Regions from separate parts of the Pan troglodytes genome. Here region 2 is linked to region 1. Evidence: chromatin contacts called from public HiChIP or PLAC-seq data. All regions are on one chromosome and are shown on one strand. The core of a region is the stretch at or near the end of the contact, and the rest is flanking DNA. Distances in the headings are between cores, read along the strand shown.

Region 1 (5,384 bases), core at 1,740-4,239:
TTTCATATATATATGAAATAAGTAACAAAATAAAGATACATTTTGTTCTGGTATTGTAATAACAAGCTGATGAAAGAGCTTTCCAGGTTGAGGAAAAGGAATGAACCTTTCAGACAGAAGTGGAAAGAAAAATCAGTGAAGGAAGGGATGTATGTGGACGAGGATTTAGCTTGAGAAACAGCCCAAGAAAGAAACCTCCATCAAATTATTAGGAAAGGGCAAACTCTGTGAGGGGAATAGAAATAGAAAGGGACTTAATACAGAAAATTAGGTGTTGACAAAATCATTGAAAGAGCTAGAGGAGCACAAGTCAGGTGCCTCTGGAGCTATGGTGTTCAAGAGCATACAACCATAGCTCTTTTCTGGGTTAAAAGGAGCGCCTCTGCTAGCTCCTGCCTCTAATTTCCTCTCAATACCCATGAGGCTATCCATGACTCTGGAACACGAAGTGAGCGTGCCAAGTAGAAAAGACGGCAGGAAGATGGCCTCTGTCTCATTTCCAGCTAATTAGTTTTGGTTCTGCTTCTGTTTATATCATTGTTTTCATGGAAAAGTTCACCTTAAGTTCTAAATCATTAACTTAGAAACCAATCTTTCAAAAATATTCCATTTGTAATGTGGAGTCCTTGTATCCTTAAACCAACCAACAGGACAAACAAAAACCATCTCCCTAAATAAAAACTAAATAAAATGAGTCCTTGGGATATGTTCCATAGTTGTTAATTTCGTTTCTTCCTCAAATATCTTTACACATGTAATACTATTTCTACCATCATTACATGGCAATGCATAATTTCATTTACAGGACTTGAAAAAAACTAGAAAACAAGGCTTTGTGATAACATTACCAAGAAACGTTTTATCAGAAAAGCTTGCTTTTTACACCAATGGGTTGGGTTGCACCAATTTTTTGCTTATTTTTGGCTTCTTGACTAAGTCTTCTTTGGTGCTAATGCAGTAGGAAATGCCTATCTCCGGTGTGATTTTCAATTATTGTGTATGGGGGCTTAGAATACATTAATAAATCTTGAGGCAAAAAGAGAATGATAAAAATAACACTTCAAAGGAGTACAGGAGAATGAACTTTCATGACATTCAATGAAGGAGGCAGGTATGCAAAGTGATATGTTTTCTAAGATGTACTTTTCATTTTTTGTTTTATCCTTTTACTTTGTACCATAAGCAATTTTGGAAAGACCACAACTATTAGTGATGTCTACATAATCATACTAATGAAGTACACAGAAGCTTAAATGAAGTATTTTTATATGCTCCCTTACAACTATTTGAAAATTTACTTTGGAAACCCCTGCTCAAATGCACCCCCTCCCCACCCCCAAAGGAATTCTTGTGCTGTCTTCTTCACTTTTCCAGTTGAGCAATTTAAGTTAGAGGAAATCAAGCCCTTGAGCAAATGAGTACAGTTAACGGGAAAAACCACTAGGAAGGGAATCCGAAGAACAAGCTACCAAATTATTTGCTTGAGTCACTTTCTCTTATATTGTCACAGATGAAAAATTACACTCCACGTGGTGATCAAACCTAACGCTAAGGCATATTTTGTGTGCCGCACAGTGTTACTCTGTTTCCTAAGTAACCTATTGAAACAATATAAGGTATACATCTATTAATGCATTTAGTGATGATACTGGAATTTGTGAAATGTGACAGAAAGGACAGATGAAGAAAGATGAGGCGAGACAGGTATTAATTGTCCTAACAGTACAGGCTGTAATAAAGGCCAATAATCATTTGAATTCCTGCTCCTTAATGTGAGTCTAAAGAGCGGCTTACCTCAGGTATTTGGAAAGTCTAAATACTGCATTTGCTGTAGAAAATTCATCCAACATACAATTCAATTTTTAAAATTAAACCTTTTGCCTAATCTTTAAGATATTTGATGTTATAATGCCCATTATCACACTTTATTTAAATGAGATAAACTCAGCGAGTTTAAAAAATTACGCAACTTCTCTTTTCCCTTACTATGGCTGGCCTCTTATACTTCTTTCTCTTTAGTATAATACTAACCGAAAGCAATATTCTTGCCTCTCCACTTTTTAACTGAAGCTTTGATCTCATCTGTATTTATGAAGAACGTGCTCTGGGAGAGTCCCTGTCAAGACATCCATTGTAACACCCGCTCCTACTCATGCTTTCAGCGCTGCCCGTGGACGGAATCCACCCACACCTTCCAGACACGCTAGGTGTGGGCTCGGAAACGCAAGATGGAGGGCGGGAGGGGAGCCGCCGGCTCCTAAACCTGGCGCAGGGCACGGACTCGAAGTTGAAAAAGAAGTGTTTACAAGTGAGGCTTTTAAATAAATCACCGCTATGGAGGGCATTTCCTCCGAGCCCTGGGCGCCAGCCTGAGAATCCTCTGCCGGACGCCAGGGGACGAGCCACGCTGACCCCGCCAGACACGCGACCCCGGGGCCGGCGCTGGCGTCTGCACTCGCGCGACCCCGCCGCTCCTCCCGGGAGCGCCGTCTAACAGCTCCCGGCGGCGACTTCCCAGAGCGCCGCGGAGCCAGTGCCCACGCGGGGCAGACCTGCGGCGCGGCCCGCGGGCCGGGCCCCTTCCCTCCACCGCCGGGCGGGGCTCGCGGCCCCCGATCCGGCCGCTTCGCCGCCGCCCCTCCCCGCGCTCACCTGCTCGCTCTCCTTCGGCCGCTGATCGCGCCGCCGCGGGCTCGCCCCGGGATCCCGCTCGGTCCCTGCCGCCTCCCGCTCCGCCAGCGCGTCCCCGTCCTCGTCGCGTTCCCCGCCGTCGCCGCCCCGCAGCAGCTCCCCGGCTGAGCACATCCCGCAGCCAACTCCTGCCGCCCCGGACAGCCGCCGGAGGACCACGCCGCGACGCACCAGGCAGCGCCGCCGCCCGAAGGCTGCCCTGGGATCCGCCGCACCCGCCGCTGACAGGAGCCGCCGGAGCGCGCCCCGCCGGCCTGGGCGCCTGAAGTACCAGCCCGGCCCCTCCTGTCACTGGCTCGCCCAACCCCCGGCCGTCGGGGCGGAGCCATACAGGGGAGGGGCCAAGACAGGGGGCGGGGCCAACGGGGTGTGTGTGTGTGTGTGTGTGTGTGTGTGTGTGTGTGTGTGTGTGTGTGTGATTGAGAGAGAGGCCGACAGACTGAGAGAAGGGTGTTGTGTGAAAAACTATGGACATACACTGCATGAGGGAGATTGTACATGATGAGAGAGGCTGTGTGTATGTATGAGGGACATTGTGCGTAAGAGACCGTTAGAGCGTGAGAGACGCTGAGCGTGATTTGTGTGTGTGTGTGAGAGAGATTCTATATCAAACAAACTGCGTATAAGAGATTGTATGCACTTTGGGAGGCCGAGGCGGGCAGATTGCTTGAGCCCAGGAGTTGGAGACCAGCCTGGGCAACCCCATCTCTACTAAAAATACAATTAGCCGGGCGTGGTGGTGGCAGTGTGGTCCCAGCTACTCAGGAGGCTGAGGTGGGAGGATCGCCTCAGCCCGGGAAGTCGAGGCTGCAGTGAGCAGAGATCACACCACTGCACTCCAGCCTGGGCGACAGAACCAGACCCCGTTTCAGAGAGAGAGAGAGAAAGAGAGAGAGAGATTGTATGTGTATGCAAGAGACTGTGTGAGAGAGAGATTGTATGAGGGAACAACAGAAACTGAGAGAGATCAAGTGTGAAAGAGAAACTACTTGTGTCAGAGAGCCAATGGATATATTTAAGAGAAAGCGCATTTGTATAAGAGATGAGTGTGTGTGGGTTTGTATGTGAGAGAGAAACACACACATGCACCCAGTTACACTCTCCAGCAGGGTCCCCCTGTTCTTGCCTGAGTATCTGCCCATCCTTTTCAAGGAACACACATTTCACTGTCCCTCTTGTTCCTTTAGCCTCCTTTCCTAGTGTCTCACTGAAGGTCTGTGTATTTGTCCCTTTCTGTTGAGTGCTTCCTAGTGTGTGTTGTTTGTTGGAGCCTTGGGTCGTTTGATGGTGTATCAAATGATGTATCTTTCTGTAACTGGGTAAGAATATGTCTTTCTCAGTGGGTGGTGAGGGGAATATATCCAATTGATAATTATTTTTTGTACTACTCCATCCATTTTATTCAAGGAAAATGGAGGGGTGTTTAAATAAAATATCACATTTTTTCTGTGTATGCCTTATCTGTACATGGAGAAAATGATGGGTTATTGTACAGGTAAAATACAGAAAAGTAAATATGGAAAGTAAACATGTGTACACATGGAGAAGAGTAAGAGTTATTTGGGATCTTCTATTAAAATGTTTTCAGGCCCAGAGAAGGAATTAAAATAGGCAGACTCTCATAGGCTTATTTTAAAGAACTGTTTCCTGTTTTTTGTAGTCAGGAGATTCTCAGTCTTTCTCACACACCCACAATCTCTCATACACACAATCCCTCTCATACACACATGATTTCATATACATACAGTCTCTCTCACACATATACAACCTCTCGCACACACCATCTCTCACACATAGTTTCTCACACATGCCCTCTCTGATTGTCTCTCCCCCACAAACAATCTCTCTAGGGGCCAGAAAATATGCCGTTGGATATCAAAAATTAGAAAGAAAATGAATCTGGTTCATTCCCTTTCTTAAAAGTCTTTAAAACCCCAGAAAAGAGTATTTAATATTATATACATACAATCAGAAACAAATGTCACCATGGGAACCCAGTAGCCTCTCTGATGGGCCTCATTTTTTTTCCCCTGAAGGCAACATTTTCATTCTTGGAATTTTGGTTTGCCTATTAGTAGTGTTTCTTATAAAAACCAACTTTTTTTTTTGGCTGGGCGTGGTGGCTCACGCCTGTAATCCCAGCACTTTGGGAGGCCAAGGCAGGCGAATCACAAGGTCAAGAGATGGAGACCATCCTGGCCAACATGGTGAAACCCCGTCTCTACTACAAATACAAAAATTAGCTGGGTGTGGTGGCACATGCCTGTAGTCCCAGCTACTAGGGAGGCTGAGGCAGGAGAATCAGTTGAACCCGGGAGGCGGAGGTTGCAGTGAGCCAAGATCACGCCACTACACTCCAGCCTGGTGACAGAGCAAGACTCCGTCTCAAAAAAATAAAAAAATAAAAATCAACTTTTTTGGATAAAACTTTGGAATTATATACAGCAACCCAGAGAACATCAGCTCTTTACTGCCAACCCCATGAACTAAGGCACATTTTGAAGTTCTCCCTCATAGCGTTTGATTGGCAACTTGATAAGTCAAACAACTATGCACTCTTCAATCAGGCTAAAGTGAGCAGAAATTCCTTATATATAAATGGACTCAGAAGGCACAGAGTATTTATATAGCTGGGCAGGTACAATACAGAGGTTAGCTTTGTTCAGCTTAGGGGACAAGTCTTACAAAATTCC
Region 2 (5,384 bases), core at 1,431-3,930, 370 kb before region 1:
AAAAAACTGGAGAGTCAGATGTCCAAATACTGTTAACAATCAACTAAAGAAATCCATTGTGTGTTTCACTGGCACTAAGCATCAAACCCAGCTTGATCTCATTGTTATTTGGGGTTATATGAGGCTCACCAAGTTTCCCTTTAAGTCTCTACTTCTACTTAACTGGATTCCAATTCTGTTCTTCCCCCAAATATATTTTATCATTAAATCAACCCAGCACTTCCTAGCTAAACCAAAAGTTTAAAGCAACGTGTCCAAAGACAGGTATCTCCACTGACACTAAAATAAATTTTCCTTTGTTTTCATTACATTAATCTATTTTGGCTTGTATTTCTTTGCAGGCAACTCCTGTGAAGCGATATAGATATCTAAAGACTGAAAAACCAAGGTTCCTCCTATCATTCAGGTATTTGTTTTTAAAAGTCTTGATCATTTCCTCAGAACCTAGCTTCCTTGTCCTTATATTTTATTCAAATTTACAAACAAATTCTGTGTCTGCTCCCACATGTTCCTTCAGTCCCTACTGGACTGGACACATCCACATCCTTGGCAGGTTTTCTTTTAGGGGGACTATGAGAAGAGTGTTTTCTTTTAGGGGGACTATGAGAAGAGTATTTTCTTGTTTCGTATCAGTGATAATTGCCTATAAATTAACGCTCATGTGTACAGCAGCAAAGGTAAGCACTTCTAGCATAATTTTTGCTTGGTCAAACTTTTTATGAAGTTCTGATTCTGCAGGTTCATGATAGACAGAAACCCAAAGATATGTGAGAGGCAGGTGCTGTGTGCTAGAAACATTGAAAGTGTCTCTCTTTTCTTCTTTCATTTTCATTTCTGCACTTCTAACACATGAAATTTAGCTGTTCTAAAATAATCGAGGAGGAAACTGGCAAATGATGCTTTTATATTTTGGGAATTTGCTTTAAAAAGGGAGAATATGAAAACACAAACATCAAAGAGCAAAGTGGAAATCATGATAGTTTTCAAATAATTCCAAGACAGAAGGAAGTCTGAAGTTTGAAGAACTGCAATGGGTAATGCTCCTTTTCACAAGTTTCTAATTTTCATTTTCTTTACTTTGTGCCTTCCAATCCTCCTTGTTACCTCCCTGAAGAAAACATTAAACAAATTAAAGCCATGCCAAAATACTAACAGCTAATTTAACCACCCCGTCTTTGGAATACAGCTTGTTTCTAAGTCCTACAAACTGAGGGAGACAGAAACCAGAAGACAGCATTCTCTTTCCCTTCTACTCTTCCACTCCTAACACTCCAACTGTGCCTTGCCTAAAGTTAATTTGCAAAGGGGATCTCAAGGGACGCCACTCCGGTCTACTGAAGTCCGGATCCATCCCCATGTCGACAAGAGGGTGGGCATGAACGTGGGGAAAGTGGGGAGGGCTAACGAGCAATTCAGAACAAGTTTCCCCCGAGGTCCAGTAGCCCTTCAGCTCTTTTTTGTCATTGAAAAGCAGAATTGGGAAGATGGGCCCCTTGTCCCTACAACGCCCCCCAGCGCGGAGCAGAGGTCACAGAAATGTCAGCGCAGCGCATTTGCTTGCAGGAGCAGCAGCTCTGCCGCTCCTCCCGCTCGGTTCGCTGCCACCCACGCAGGAAGCCTCCTTGCTGTCCCTCCAGGCTATAAACTGGGTTAACCCCAGCAAAACCTGCATCAGTGCCCGGAGCCTCAGTTTCCTGTATGTAAAATGAGGGGGATCCTTTCAGCTCTAACATGTGAGTGATTTCATTCTCACATCCTCTGAAAGCTCATCAACTGCTCCCCTATCCGACCTCCCCTCCCAAGAGACGCCTGTTTGAATCCCCAGTGTCCTCTCCCTTCACTCTCCCACGCCGTTTCGACGGACCCCAAACACACTTGTTCACGAGGTGTCCACATCTCTCCATCCACGCCATTCTCCTCCCCTAACCAAATGAATCAATTTTAAAATCGTTTACTATTTGATACAACCCCTAAGAGGCTTTGCCAAGAGACGCCCGGCAGCACCACAGGGCTAACTGCTTTCCCCGGGATTCTGACCCCCATTAACTAATTCCTAGTTCCCATCACCCGGGAGTTAGGAGGGCCGGCAGCGCCGGGTGCGGTGCCTGCGCGCGCGCCGGGCGGGGGGAGCCTCGGCGGCAGCGAGGACGAAGGCGGGGGCGGTAGCACGGGTCCCCCCATCCGCCCCCAGCGCTCGGGCCCCTAATGAGCTGCTGAAAGGGAGCGGGCTCCGGTGCGCGTGGCTCGCAGGCCTCCCGGAGTCCAGGGCGCCCTGATTGGCCAGCTGCGCCTCGCGACCTCCATTCATTAATAAATTAGCGGCACGCTCCAGCCGAGCGCGAGCCACCAATCACAATGGACAGCGGCGGCGACAACAGCCGCAGCTTGAGCTTCTGCGGCCGCTGCGGCTTCGCCAGCTCCGGCCGCAGCCCGGAGCTCCAACAGGAGCTTTAGAACCATTTTATGCTGATTAGATAAAGGGGGAAAAGAGAGGCGGGGGTGGTGGGAGGAGGAGGAGGATGGATGGCAGGGCCAAGGGAGGGGGAAAGGCGGTGAAGAAAGAGAAAGAAATGAATGATGATAATGCAATGAAAAGAATAAGCCAGAGGAGGGAAAAGCGGGGGAGAAGGGGGGCAGGACTGACAGGAGGAGGAGGCGGTGGCGGGGAAGGAGGGGGCCCGGGGCAGATCTGATTGTTTTCTTGGTGGTATATAAGGGGTTTTAAGGAGAGTCGTGTGCCAGACACGCAGCCACTGAACCACAAGCAGCTTCGCTTTAACTGGAGTGCCTGGGAGTCGCGTGCCAGGAGCCGCACGGCCAGGGACTGACTGACAGACAGACACGCACCACCACCACAACACACGAGACCCGGGCGGGCCGCCGCCGCCGCCGCCGGGGCTCTTGGCAAACTCGCCGGTCGCAGAGGTCCCCCGCGGAGCTGCGCCACAGTAGCGCCGGGCTTGCAGCTTTCACGCCGCGCGAAGGACGCGGCGCTGCGCTCGCAGCTGCGCGGAGATTCCCGGCACACGCCAAAGTCACAGCAACGCTGAGGCACAGTTAGAGCCAACTAAGTAAGTATTCGAGCCACCGCTTCCAACTACGCAGGTGGTTTCCCCGCACTCAGTCCAACCACACCCGCACGCCCTCTGCTCCGCGCAGAATCTTTGTCGCGGAGGCCGCATTCCCTTCTCGGGGAGGGAACGCAGGACGGCCCGCGGAGGGCAGGACCCGGCTGACTGGCGGCAGGGTCACAGCGAGCGCTAGCGGCGCTCCTGACCTTGGTTAGCACTGCCTGGGTTTCTTCCTTCGCCTTCCTGCTCCGCGCCATTCGGAGCTGGTCTTCTCGGGTGCGCGCCGGAGCACGCCCCTGTGACACGAAGATCGCGCCTCTGTTTCTTTCCTTACACCTCACTGCCTTTTTCCCCTTCCTCTCTCTCTTCGGTAGGATGTTCGTCAAATCCGAGACCTTGGAGTTGAAGGAGGAAGAGGACGTGTTAGTGCTGCTCGGATCGGCCTCCCCCGCCTTGGCGGCCCTGACCCCGCTGTCATCCAGCGCCGACGAAGAAGAGGAGGAGGAGCCGGGCGCGTCAGGCGGGGCGCGTCGGCAGCGCGGGGCTGAGGCCGGGCAGGGGGCGCGGGGCGGCGTGGCTGCGGGTGCGGAGGGCTGCCGGCCCGCACGGCTGCTGGGTCTGGTACACGATTGCAAACGGCGCCCTTCCCGGGCGCGGGCCGTCTCCCGAGGCGCCAAGACGGCCGAGACGGTGCAGCGCATCAAGAAGACCCGTAGACTGAAGGCCAACAACCGCGAGCGAAACCGCATGCACAACCTCAACGCGGCACTGGACGCGCTGCGCGAGGTGCTCCCCACGTTCCCCGAGGACGCCAAGCTCACCAAGATCGAGACCCTGCGCTTCGCCCACAACTACATCTGGGCGCTCACCGAGACCCTGCGCCTGGCGGATCACTGCGGGGGCGGCGGCGGGGGCCTGCCGGGGGCGCTCTTCTCCGAGGCAGTGTTGCTGAGCCCGGGAGGCGCCAGCGCCGCCCTGAGCAGCAGCGGAGACAGCCCCTCGCCCGCCTCCACGTGGAGTTGCACCAACAGCCCCGCGCCGTCCTCCTCCGTGTCCTCCAACTCCACCTCCCCCTACAGCTGCACTTTATCGCCCGCCAGCCCGGCCGGGTCAGACATGGACTATTGGCAGCCCCCACCTCCCGACAAGCACCGCTATGCACCTCACCTCCCCATAGCCAGGGATTGTATCTAGAGCTGCCATTTCTGCTACCCACGCCAGGCCTTAGTGGGTTCCCTTTCGTGTCCCCAGTCGAGCCCTCCTCCCTTCCCCTGCCCCTCCTTTCCACGCCCTGGAAACCATCTCATTTCACAGGGCAGGTGTAGCCTTTTTGATTCCTCGGTTGTTTCTTGCATTTCTTGGCTTTGGGTATCCTTCATTCAGACGGGCTCTGATTTATTGAAGGTGTGATGGAGCTTATTGTCAAAGCCAAGGGTGGCGTTTTGGGGGCGCTTCTTGAGACGAAAAAGACCCTGGGAAGAGATGATGGTGGCATATCTAAAGAGTTTGCAGAGCGGACTGACGCTCCTCCTCTTTCTCTTTAACGCCGAAGGACTTGGTGCAGTTCGTGTGAATCTCACAGGGGGAATGCAACTGGTTCCTGTGATCTCTTCACCTTTGCTTCTACATAGAGATGTTAATGTCGAGTAGAAAGAAATGTATCTTAGCATCTGAATGATTTTGCTGGTAATAATATTATCCACAGATTTGCAATGGCTGGCATCTGCTTTATTCCCATTGCTGTCTGCAGGCTGTGGGAATTTCACCTGTCAAACCAAACTTCCCTCTCTGATGTGCACTTTGTTCTGTTTCCCAGATTCGTCACAATGCCTATTGTCCTGTCCTTCTCTTTCCTTTTTCTTCCCCATTTTGCCATCTGTCTCTTATGATTTATAAGGGGAAAAAAACTTGTTTTGTTAGAGGGGCAGGTTAGAAGTCATTGTATAATTTGTAGGCTTTGTAATGATTGAATGCAAGCGTGGAAATTTAGGCTGAACTCTCTATCAAAAGGAAAAATGCGGAGGAAAAGGGAAAAATCAGGAGGGAGGATTGCTTCATGCATTATTTATCTCGACCTTTTAGGGGAGAAGGAACTCCCCCATTCTTTCAAGAGATTAAAAATAAATCAACAGTCTGAAAACCTAAGCAGACACGGAGCATTATCCGGATCAGCCACACACGTGTTCCCTTCTATTTATTATAAAGAAATTTTTCATGGGAAAATATGTATTTTTTGTATATTCTACAGAGTTTATTCTAGTATGTATTTACATCTTGAAGAACAAGAAAGTTGTTCTTGTGATTAAACTATAA

The links. HiChIP or PLAC-seq counts read pairs in DNA pulled down with a chosen protein or histone mark.
Region 2: a contact with region 1 is called in an H3K4me3 HiChIP or PLAC-seq map of stem cell-derived excitatory neurons, with 2.1 times the contacts expected there. The contact joins the promoter of NEUROG2 here to the promoter of FAM241A in region 1. A contact is called at or near these places in 1 of 1 datasets of contacts at active chromatin or transcription factors (stem cell-derived excitatory neurons) and 1 of 1 other capture datasets (stem cell-derived neural stem cells).

What each region holds. Positions count from the first base shown.
Region 1 is chr3:113,599,724-113,605,107 of NHGRI_mPanTro3-v2.0_pri, reverse strand. FAM241A (family with sequence similarity 241 member A) reads right to left here and starts at 2,989. Exons shown (of 2, transcript NM_001243959.1): 1 at 2,653-2,989. The coding sequence starts at 2,805.
Region 2 is chr3:113,972,219-113,977,602 of NHGRI_mPanTro3-v2.0_pri, reverse strand. NEUROG2 (neurogenin 2) reads left to right here and starts at 2,680. Exons shown (of 2, transcript XM_001142826.8): 1 at 2,680-3,071; 2 at 3,446-5,384. The coding sequence starts at 3,447. The coding sequence ends at 4,265. LOC107974373 (a long non-coding RNA gene) reads right to left here and starts at 2,301. Exons shown (of 2, transcript XR_001717086.4): 1 at 1,876-2,301; 2 at 888-1,108.